Regions from separate parts of the Mus musculus genome. Here regions 1 and 3 are each linked to region 2. A link is a contact called in public HiChIP or PLAC-seq data. All regions are on one chromosome and are shown on one strand. Each heading gives the region's core, a stretch centred on a gene start, on an enhancer-like site or on the middle of the called end of the contact. The rest is flanking DNA. Distances are from core to core; before and after follow the strand shown.

Region 1 (2,826 bases), core at 61-2,560, 180 kb before region 2:
ACCACCTCTGAAGGAGTGGAATTAAATGCCTTTGTAAAAGGGCTTGGCGGAAGGAGTTTGTACCCTTGCTTTTCTGCCTTCTACCATGGGACTCAATGTGTGTGATGGATGCATATTAACTAAATGAACCATGCACCACCCTTGAGGTCACAGATTTCCGTTTTGAACGGTAAGACCCTTTCCTCTCCCCTATCCCCGTTCCTGGGGTGTGTGCCTGATGACAGGCACATACTATGGACTGTCATGGTGGCACGTAACCTCCCCGCTTCTGAAATGTGTACAAAGGCCTGGATACTTTGCTGCATGAGTATGAACTCTATTCAGAGCCCCACCAGATGTCTGTCTGCCTGTGGTGTTAACAGCTCTCCTATTAAATATCTTGCCACAAAGGACAGCCCGTCTCAGTGTCCCCCTTTGTCCCCAAGCCTGAAATTCTTCTGTGGTTCAGATGAAGGCTCCACTAAAATGGATCGCCATTTAGAAAGTCCTGAACTTGACACTGGCTTCCACTTTCCACTGGGGACTTTTTCCTTCTCTTGAACTTTTTCTGACAACTTGGGTCCTGGGTCAGAGTCTTCTACCAGGACTGGGTTAGATCCCATTGCCCTCCATCAGCTGAATCTAAGGACGCTTATTCCCACCGAGCTCACCGTTTGTGACATTTGTCACACCTCCAGAAGAGAGTTAGAGTTGAGGATGCTTGTCTCTGATCCCTCTCCACCAATCAACTAAGTCACCTCATAGCCCATCACGTGTACCTTTGACCTCAGAACTCCTACACAGCAACTTCATGCTGTGAACGGCAAATGGCTGAGGACTTCCAGTATCGATACTTTTCTACTTTGCCAAATCGTACTACTAAAAACCTACTCCTCAAGGCTTCTTTCTCTGGGTGGCCAGAAATGGAAACTTTTCTGCGGGAGGTAACAGGCTGCCTCTCCACTAGCCAGACTCCTTGCTTTGATCATATACGAGGCTAGTTTCTCCCAAATGGTGTCACTCAAAGTCTCGTTCTTTGACTTCTCCCCTGCTCTGATAAGTGCGTGCTCCCTTCTCCTTACGTGCGTGTTCCCTTCTCCTTTCTCCCTGTCTTGGCAAGGATATTCACCACGCAGCCTCTCTCCTCCATGTGGTGCCCCATCTGGACTTGTCTCAGGGCCTCACGCATTAACCAACCTCTTCCTCTCCCATCAAAAAGGTCACCTTGTTACCACCTACAAATTCTTAGACACCCCACCCCCGCCCCAGGAAGATGAGTCTGCCCTCTATTTCACTGTTGGCTGAAGTGAAACCAGCTTTCACCCCAAGTCAGACAGGAAGGGGATCTCTCTCTCTCTCTTGTTCTTCCATTTATTTACTGTACACCCTGCTCACTGCTCCCCTCCCAGTCACCCCTTCCCACAACCCTTCCCCTATCCTTCCTTCCCCTTCTCTGAGTGGGTGGGGCCTCCCTGAGTATACCGCCGCGCCCCCCCCCCCCCGCCCCCATCCTGGCACTTCAAGTCTCTGATAGGCTAGGCCCTTCCTCTCCTACTGAGGTGAGACAAGGCAGACCAGCTAAAAGAACAAATCTCATGTACAGGCAACAGCTTTTGGGAAACGGCCCACCTCCCCTGCTCCAGTTGTTGGGGGGCCCTCATTCTTTACAGCCCATCCTGACTCATGCCTGAGCTAACATTTAAAAAATAGAAAGCAAAACTCAGTCCTTAACAAACATCTTTAGAACCGGGTTGAGTACGCACCCCCACTGCCGGCAAGCTTTCAAGGACTGGGTTCCCACCAGTCAAAGTAACTTCAGAATTGAGCAGGGGTGGCTACCTCTCACTCGCAGACAACTAACCTGATAGTCCATATTTAATTAAGAGGGCCCAAAAGATGCTTCTGTAGCTTCTCAAATCCCCTCAGTCAAGCCTCTTCCCATATCTTTTTCCATCCTCAGGAACTACATCCAGGCCACGAAGGTCTGCTCCTTCCTACATCCCTCCTTGGCCCCTGCCCCGCAGCTCTCAGGCACATGCAATAAAACCTTGTGTGAGCCACTGTCCCTGTCTGCAGCAGGAGCCTTCCTAAGCACACTGCCTGCTCAGCTATGAGCTTCCATTCTGCCCTTTGCCCTCTCCGTGGTGAGATGTACTCCTGTTATGGAATGTGTTGTCATTTTGTTTCTGGGCTGCAGCTGTGTATAATCTGTGTTCCTAAGTGTTACTTGTTTGCAAGCTGTCTTTATGTGTCTCTGTGTCCCAAGGGGACAAGGAAACCTAAGACCTTGCCACTGTTAAAGTCATATGAACCTGATTGTAAGGTGTGAGCACGCATGTGGATGAGAACGCACAGGTGTATAGATAGATATAAAACTTAAGAAAAAGAGGTTTTGCTCAAATATATACAGAACACCTTAGAATTCACAAATAAGCATGTGTTTTGCTACATCATCAACACAACTTTTCTTTTACAATGTATTCGGGATAGTAACTAGTATCTGTGGTACAAAGTAATTTCCTGAGAGAAGAGTTATTGACATAAAGTATATTTCTGATAAAGAAGGCTAAAGGAAGGGAAATGTTTTGGGATGAAAAAAATATTTTGTATGAAAGTGTATGAGGGATGGCTAGAAACACTGTACACCATACATGTCATAGATTATATATGACATATAATAATTCCTGAGGTCCAAATTCCATTGTACTGAGATGAAATTGATGCCAATTCTCTGCAAAAATGCAATTTTCTTAAGTATTGATTCAATCACAGAAACGTTCACAAAATCTGGCTTAGGAAACCAAGTGTTCTGCTTTGTCCTGTCACTGAGATAGTGAAAACCTGTGA
Region 2 (2,700 bases), core at 184-2,683:
ATTTATGATAGAAAATATGGGCAGTATTCTACTAGGTGGTGAAGCAGAGGAAGCCAGTGACCCCAGGACTCTTTTGCCTGCAGCCAAACGCACCCCTTCCTTCCCTCCCTCCCTCCCTCCCTCCCTCCTTCCCTCCCTCCCTCCTTTCTTCTCTCCCTACGATACTCTGTCCTCAGCTCTTGAAACACTAGAGAGCAAGTAGTCTCATCTCTGAATGTTGATCTTCTTTTCCAAAGCAAGCTGAGATAAAACAAAAATATTTTGCTGGGAGAGTATGTAGCTGGGTTTCATTGTATCCAGAGATCAGAGGGGCAGTAGTAAGATCACTTACTGCCCCTGGACAGAGCCTAGGAAGGCTCTTCTATAGAAAAAGGGGAAGGCTATGGGGTGATTATGGGGAAGCAGTATCAATTCATGCCCTTGAGTAATAACAGCCCACCCCCATCCTCTAAGCTCTTTGTTACACATGCTGAGTACAGCCGTGGGAGTCTCACCCAGCCCCTGCAAGGTAGAGATTATCATTGTCATCATCCTTATTTTAAAGATCAGGGTCCAGAGAGTTCAAGAGGTTCCCCTCACATCACATAGCTGGTAAGTGCCAATGGTGTGAACTGAGCTGTCTGACTCATGCTGTGCTGCCTCAGGCTAATGAGTCTGAACTTGGCTTGGGAGGATGTGGTGCAGCCGTGCCTATTCATAACATGAGCTAGCCTGAGGTGAATTTCAGTGAGGTCTGCAGACAGAAGACAAGTTGATGAGACCAAATTAGCGCAAAGTACTGAAATAAATGTTCTGCCTCTTCTTCGCGCAGGGTGTTAACTGTGGAGTGCTCCTCTGTAAGAGAGCTGCAGGAAGGGAGATAGCAAGTTCACTAGAGAACACCACCTGTGAGGCAAGTGGCTTGCTTATTCTCAAGATCTGGCTCAGCGTGAGCACCTCAAAAATGAGTTTCCCTGGGTGAGAGGGAGCTTCACCTCTTAGTGTCCTTCCCCTAGTCTGTGACTATGACTAGTGTCATCCAGCTGGACACCTATGGCCACCTGGACCCCTGCTTCCTTACAGCCTGGCTCTTTCTCTCTGTAGCTCTGACGTCCCCACAAATACCACACCCAATCCTGAGGATGGAGGGCAACAATTTCCTAGCTCTTGCCTCTTTCCTGTCTCTTCCCGTTGTAAGTACCATAATTAGGTACCCCGTGACTTCTCCCAAATCAGTGTTAGGTCAATCTTCCTAAAAGCAGCTTCTGTCATTCCTGTTTGGATGTAGCTCCTGATTCTTCATTGTCTCCCAAATTGCATTCAGACAAATCCCCCAGGACTCAGAGCTTAGGCTCTTTACAAATTTCACTTCATGTGGCTCCTCAGAGTCTCTTCTACTGGCCAGTCCTCAATGTGCCAGGCTGCAGCTCTCACTTCCTGCCAAGCACACATAACACTTGCCCCTCTTGTCTTCTCTCTGAATGTGGCTTTGCCTGGAGACAGTGAGCACACCTAGTGTTCGTTTGACTTATACGGATTTTGCTCGCTCCAGTTGGACATTACAGTTTTTGTGTAGGACACATGTGACTGTGCTCATTTAATGGATTTAAAAAACCGTGGCTTGGAGGGGGCAGGTTGGAGGGGGCAGGGAGCCTGAGGTTTCGTATCCAAGAAGTCAGAACCTTAACTTGTGCTTTGTACCCATCCTCCCCATCCAAGAACCTGTCAAGTTCTACCTTCCTCTCCCAGTCCAGCTCAAAGGCATCACCTCTGTACTTTTCCAAAACCAAGGGATGAGGGCTCTCCTCTGAGGTTGTATAGCAACTTCTCTAACTTGCTGACAACTTAAAACAATTGGGGGAAAAGCCTGAGAATTCCTGCACGAGGGCACAACAGGGCACAACGCCAACAGAGCTCAGGCATTCAGGATCTTTTGAACATGACCACTTCTGACCACTTCAAGGAATGATGTTTGTTTTTTAGTTTTTTTTTTTTTGTTTGTTTGTTTTGTTTTGTTTTCATATTTTTTCAGCCCAAGCACAAACACATGCATGCCCTGACACCAGCGACACAAATAATATTTATTTCTAATTCTGCAATGTGCTCTGATGTATTAAAAACTTCTGGGTAAGAGCCTACCAAACTGATTGCGAGACCTACTTATGAGTCCAGAAGAGAAGTTTGGAAAATCTCGAACTGAAATCTCCCTAAAGCCCCCCCAGTCTTCTTAGCCATTTGCCACAGCCTGGGCTCACCAGAGAAACAGGCTCAGCAGGAATTTAGGTGCATTTCCTACTGGAAACACAAACATTCCCGACAAGGCTGGGTCAGGAAGGGGAAGCCTTAGCCAGCCAGAGGACATCAGCTCCTTGCAGGAAGGCCAAAGGTGGCCATGTCACAGGGGCCATGTCACAGTGAGGCATCTTGGAGGAGTGACATTTGTGGGAACCAAAGATGCAGGCGGAAAGATTTCTCAAATGCTGTGTCTGAAGACTGAGAGGAAAATTACATGCTCATCATAATCTTGGATATACTGGGAAATCAGCAGGAATTTAAAAATAATAAAAATGTAATACATTTTTTTTTTTGGTTTCTATCTGCATAGAGCGTCTGCAGGCCTTCAGGCCTGTAAACCTGTCACTGAATTTAGTATCATTTCAACTTTATGAAGCACTTGATGTTTGCGAAGCGCTTGTACAATTACCAATCACCATACTGTTC
Region 3 (2,700 bases), core at 72-2,571, 200 kb before region 2:
GGCTGCCATTTTGCTTTAATTGGCTTGCACCAGGCTGAAGCATCCTGCTTATGTAAGACATTAGACTTGCAGGGAAATAATCCTCCTTGTGTTTCCTCTGTATATATGTTCAGTCTATCTCTGTGTGTCTCTGTCTCTCTGTCTCTCTGTCTCTCTGTCTCTCTGTCTCTCTGTCTCTCTCTCTCTCTCTGTGTGTGTGTGTGTGTGTGTGTGTGTATGTGTGTGTGTGTGTGTGTGTGTGTGCAAGATGCATAGATGTGGACTTGGGAGTGGAGGGAACTAAAGCTTTGATCCCATTTCCAATACACAATGAAGTTCTGGATTTTCAGTGGACCCAAAGACATCTACACACCAAACCTATGGCCCTGCTCCTCAGCTGGGTAGCAAGATGTAGCACAAATATCTCCATAACAAAAATAGAGAAAAACAAAAAGACATGCTCCAGTGTTTTAGAGTAAGCTTCTCTTCTATGGAAACTTCTGGATTTGCACAATTCATGAGAATCCTTCCTTTAGAGATGAGTCTACAGCACTTAATGCCTGATGCTGCCCAGTTTAGCTCTTGCTTATAGCTTCTTGATATTTTTGGTTGTTTCCTTAAAACATAACTTCTGCCTCTTGTTGCCTACATATTTCATTCCTTCTATTGTTTTTTTACCCCATGGAACAGAATTGACTATATGGGGGGTTGCTGAGTAATTATGGATGATTTCATAGTCTAGTTAGATGTATGATGGAGTGCTTCAGTAGGATGCTAATTTTTAAGGGTGTAGAAAAGTATTTTGGGGAAGTCATCTCTAAAGACAAAAAGAGAAAAAAGTTGTAACTAAGTTTGCCTCTCTGGAAAGTAGATCAATAGACTTTTTAAGAAATAAGCTACAAGTGGCCAAAAACCACAAGAATTCAAATCACATCCGGTGTAACCCTGGGAGATTATTTCTGCTGCAGAAGGAAGATGGCTGTTCGTGATCTGAGCTACAGTATGCTGCAAGGATGTAAGGGCAGCCAAACTCCTGATCTCACTGATGATGGTGGAGTCTTACTCATGAGTCATATCTGACAGAAGGGAAACTGACTGCTTCAGAGGGAACTGATCTCTCCAGTTGATGTGTACAGATAGAGAGCACGTGGATATGCATATGCATATGTATATGTACATATATATGTTATATGTATACTATAAAATTAGTGATTAATATTTTGAAACCTTTACCTCGTTTTAAATAGTTTCTCTTTATGTGAAGTGCATTATTTTTAAAAGCACAGCACACACATCTCCTTCCAGCTCTCCCCTCCAGTGCCTCTGGCATTATTCATTCTGAAACTTTCAACCGGCAGCGGACTTGGAGATGCTTCTTAACTACAGCTCACATCATTAGTGTTCCTGCTGTCTAAGCAGAAAAACAATGGGATTCAGCTTAGCAAAAGGCTTCAGGAAAACATAAACTCTGAAGGGTAATAGATCTGCATCTCAAATGGTTTTTCTGTCTAATGAGCACCCTAATGAATTTTTTTTCAATTAGAATATTTTCACAGATCTCAGAATGGTTAACCCAAGACTGTTTCGTTGGGATAATCTTCATTTACTGAGATGCGTTGACTTCGAGGTCAACAATCTCTGCTCAGTTATTGCTCCGCCAGCCCTCTCTAGGTTGTCCCTCCCCTCTGAGGCCCTCACTGCTTGAGATCAGCTGATACAATCCCAAAACTCCAGTCTATTCTTTCCAGTTCTAATACAGACATTCTGAAAGGTTCCATAGACAGCTCTAACTCCACAGGTCTTGTGATATTGTCTCTAAGCAACACATACACTAACACCATCGTGACATCGTCTGTACATTCAAGTGAACTTTCTTATATTTTTGTTGCCTACGATCAATAGCTGCTGAGTCTGTTGCTGCTGACCTTGAAATAATATCAAGAAAACACTGTCTTGTGTTTCCTTTTCTATTTCTGCTGCCTTAGTTCAGGCCACAGCATCTCTTGCTTGTCTGGAGAAGGCTATAAGATGGCTGTTGCTTTAGGTAGGGTTTTATTGCTGTGAAAATACACCATGACCAAGGCAATTCTTAGAAAGGAAAACATTTAATTGGGGCTGGCTTGAGTTTCAGAGGTTCAGTCCATTATCATCATGGTGTGAAGCATGGTGATGTACAGGCAGATGTGCTGGAGAAGTTCTACATCTTGCAGCAGAAGGAGACTGTGTCACTGGATGTAGCTTGAGCATAGGAGATCTTAAAGCCTGCCCCAATGTGATGTGCTTCCTGCAACAAAGGCCACACCTACTCCAATAAGGCCACACCTCCTCATAGTGCCACTCCTCATAGTGCCACTCTATAGTTGGCCCAGTGGGCAGAAACCAATTTCTCCTTATGAGCACATTTCATTTGTCATGGAGCTGTTCCATAGAATGTTTTGTGTTAAGATCCTTCCTTGCTAAAAATTCCTAGTGGTGGGCCCCAATTTCCTGTCAACTCTGTTTGCAGCTGTTTGGTTCTATTTTCTGATATCTCTCTGGACTGAATCCCAAGAGACAAGTCATTGCTTGATGGGATGTCTGGTGTCACCCCTCTGTGTTTTTCCTGGGCTTCTACTCCTGTATGTCTCACAATATCACATGCACAAGTGTTCTGCGGGTTTCATGCCCCTCACTTTGCCTGCTCTAAGTATCATTCCTTTTTTGATGTCTTAACAAAACTCT

What was found. HiChIP or PLAC-seq counts read pairs in DNA pulled down with a chosen protein or histone mark.
Region 1: a CTCF HiChIP or PLAC-seq map of CD8 T cells shows a contact between it and region 2, with 9 read pairs. The contact joins two enhancer-like sites. A contact is called at or near these places in 1 of 15 datasets of contacts at CTCF or cohesin (CD8 T cells), 3 of 484 Hi-C or Micro-C datasets (cortical neurons and liver) and 4 of 115 datasets of contacts at active chromatin or transcription factors (CD8 T cells, T-cell acute lymphoblastic leukemia, effector CD8 T cells and 1 more).
Region 3: a contact with region 2 is called in a BATF HiChIP or PLAC-seq map of CD8 T cells, with 6 read pairs. The contact joins two enhancer-like sites. A contact is called at or near these places in 1 of 484 Hi-C or Micro-C datasets (Th2 cells), 2 of 115 datasets of contacts at active chromatin or transcription factors (CD8 T cells and Th17 cells) and 1 of 9 other capture datasets (embryonic stem cells).

What each region holds. Positions count from the first base shown.
Region 1 is chr9:95,327,230-95,330,055 of GRCm38.p6, reverse strand. No RefSeq gene overlaps it. Among named protein-coding and RNA genes, the nearest start is that of Gm32018, 18 kb to the right of the region's middle. Within about 2 kb of position 1,310, at least 42 of the 459 cell types and tissues checked have an H3K27ac peak or open chromatin away from gene starts, as enhancers often do. A contact at or near this core is called in CD8 T cells, effector CD8 T cells and regulatory T cell precursor, where this site is marked.
Region 2 is chr9:95,149,929-95,152,628 of GRCm38.p6, reverse strand. The region is part of intron 14 of Slc9a9 (solute carrier family 9 (sodium/hydrogen exchanger), member 9); the gene reads right to left. Among named protein-coding and RNA genes, the nearest start is that of Gm32018, 160 kb to the left of the region's middle. Within about 2 kb of position 1,433, at least 40 of the 459 cell types and tissues checked have an H3K27ac peak or open chromatin away from gene starts, as enhancers often do. A contact at or near this core is called in CD8 T cells, effector CD8 T cells and regulatory T cell precursor, where this site is marked.
Region 3 is chr9:95,349,077-95,351,776 of GRCm38.p6, reverse strand. No RefSeq gene overlaps it. Among named protein-coding and RNA genes, the nearest start is that of Gm32018, 40 kb to the right of the region's middle. Within about 2 kb of position 1,321, at least 19 of the 459 cell types and tissues checked have an H3K27ac peak or open chromatin away from gene starts, as enhancers often do. A contact at or near this core is called in CD8 T cells, where this site is marked.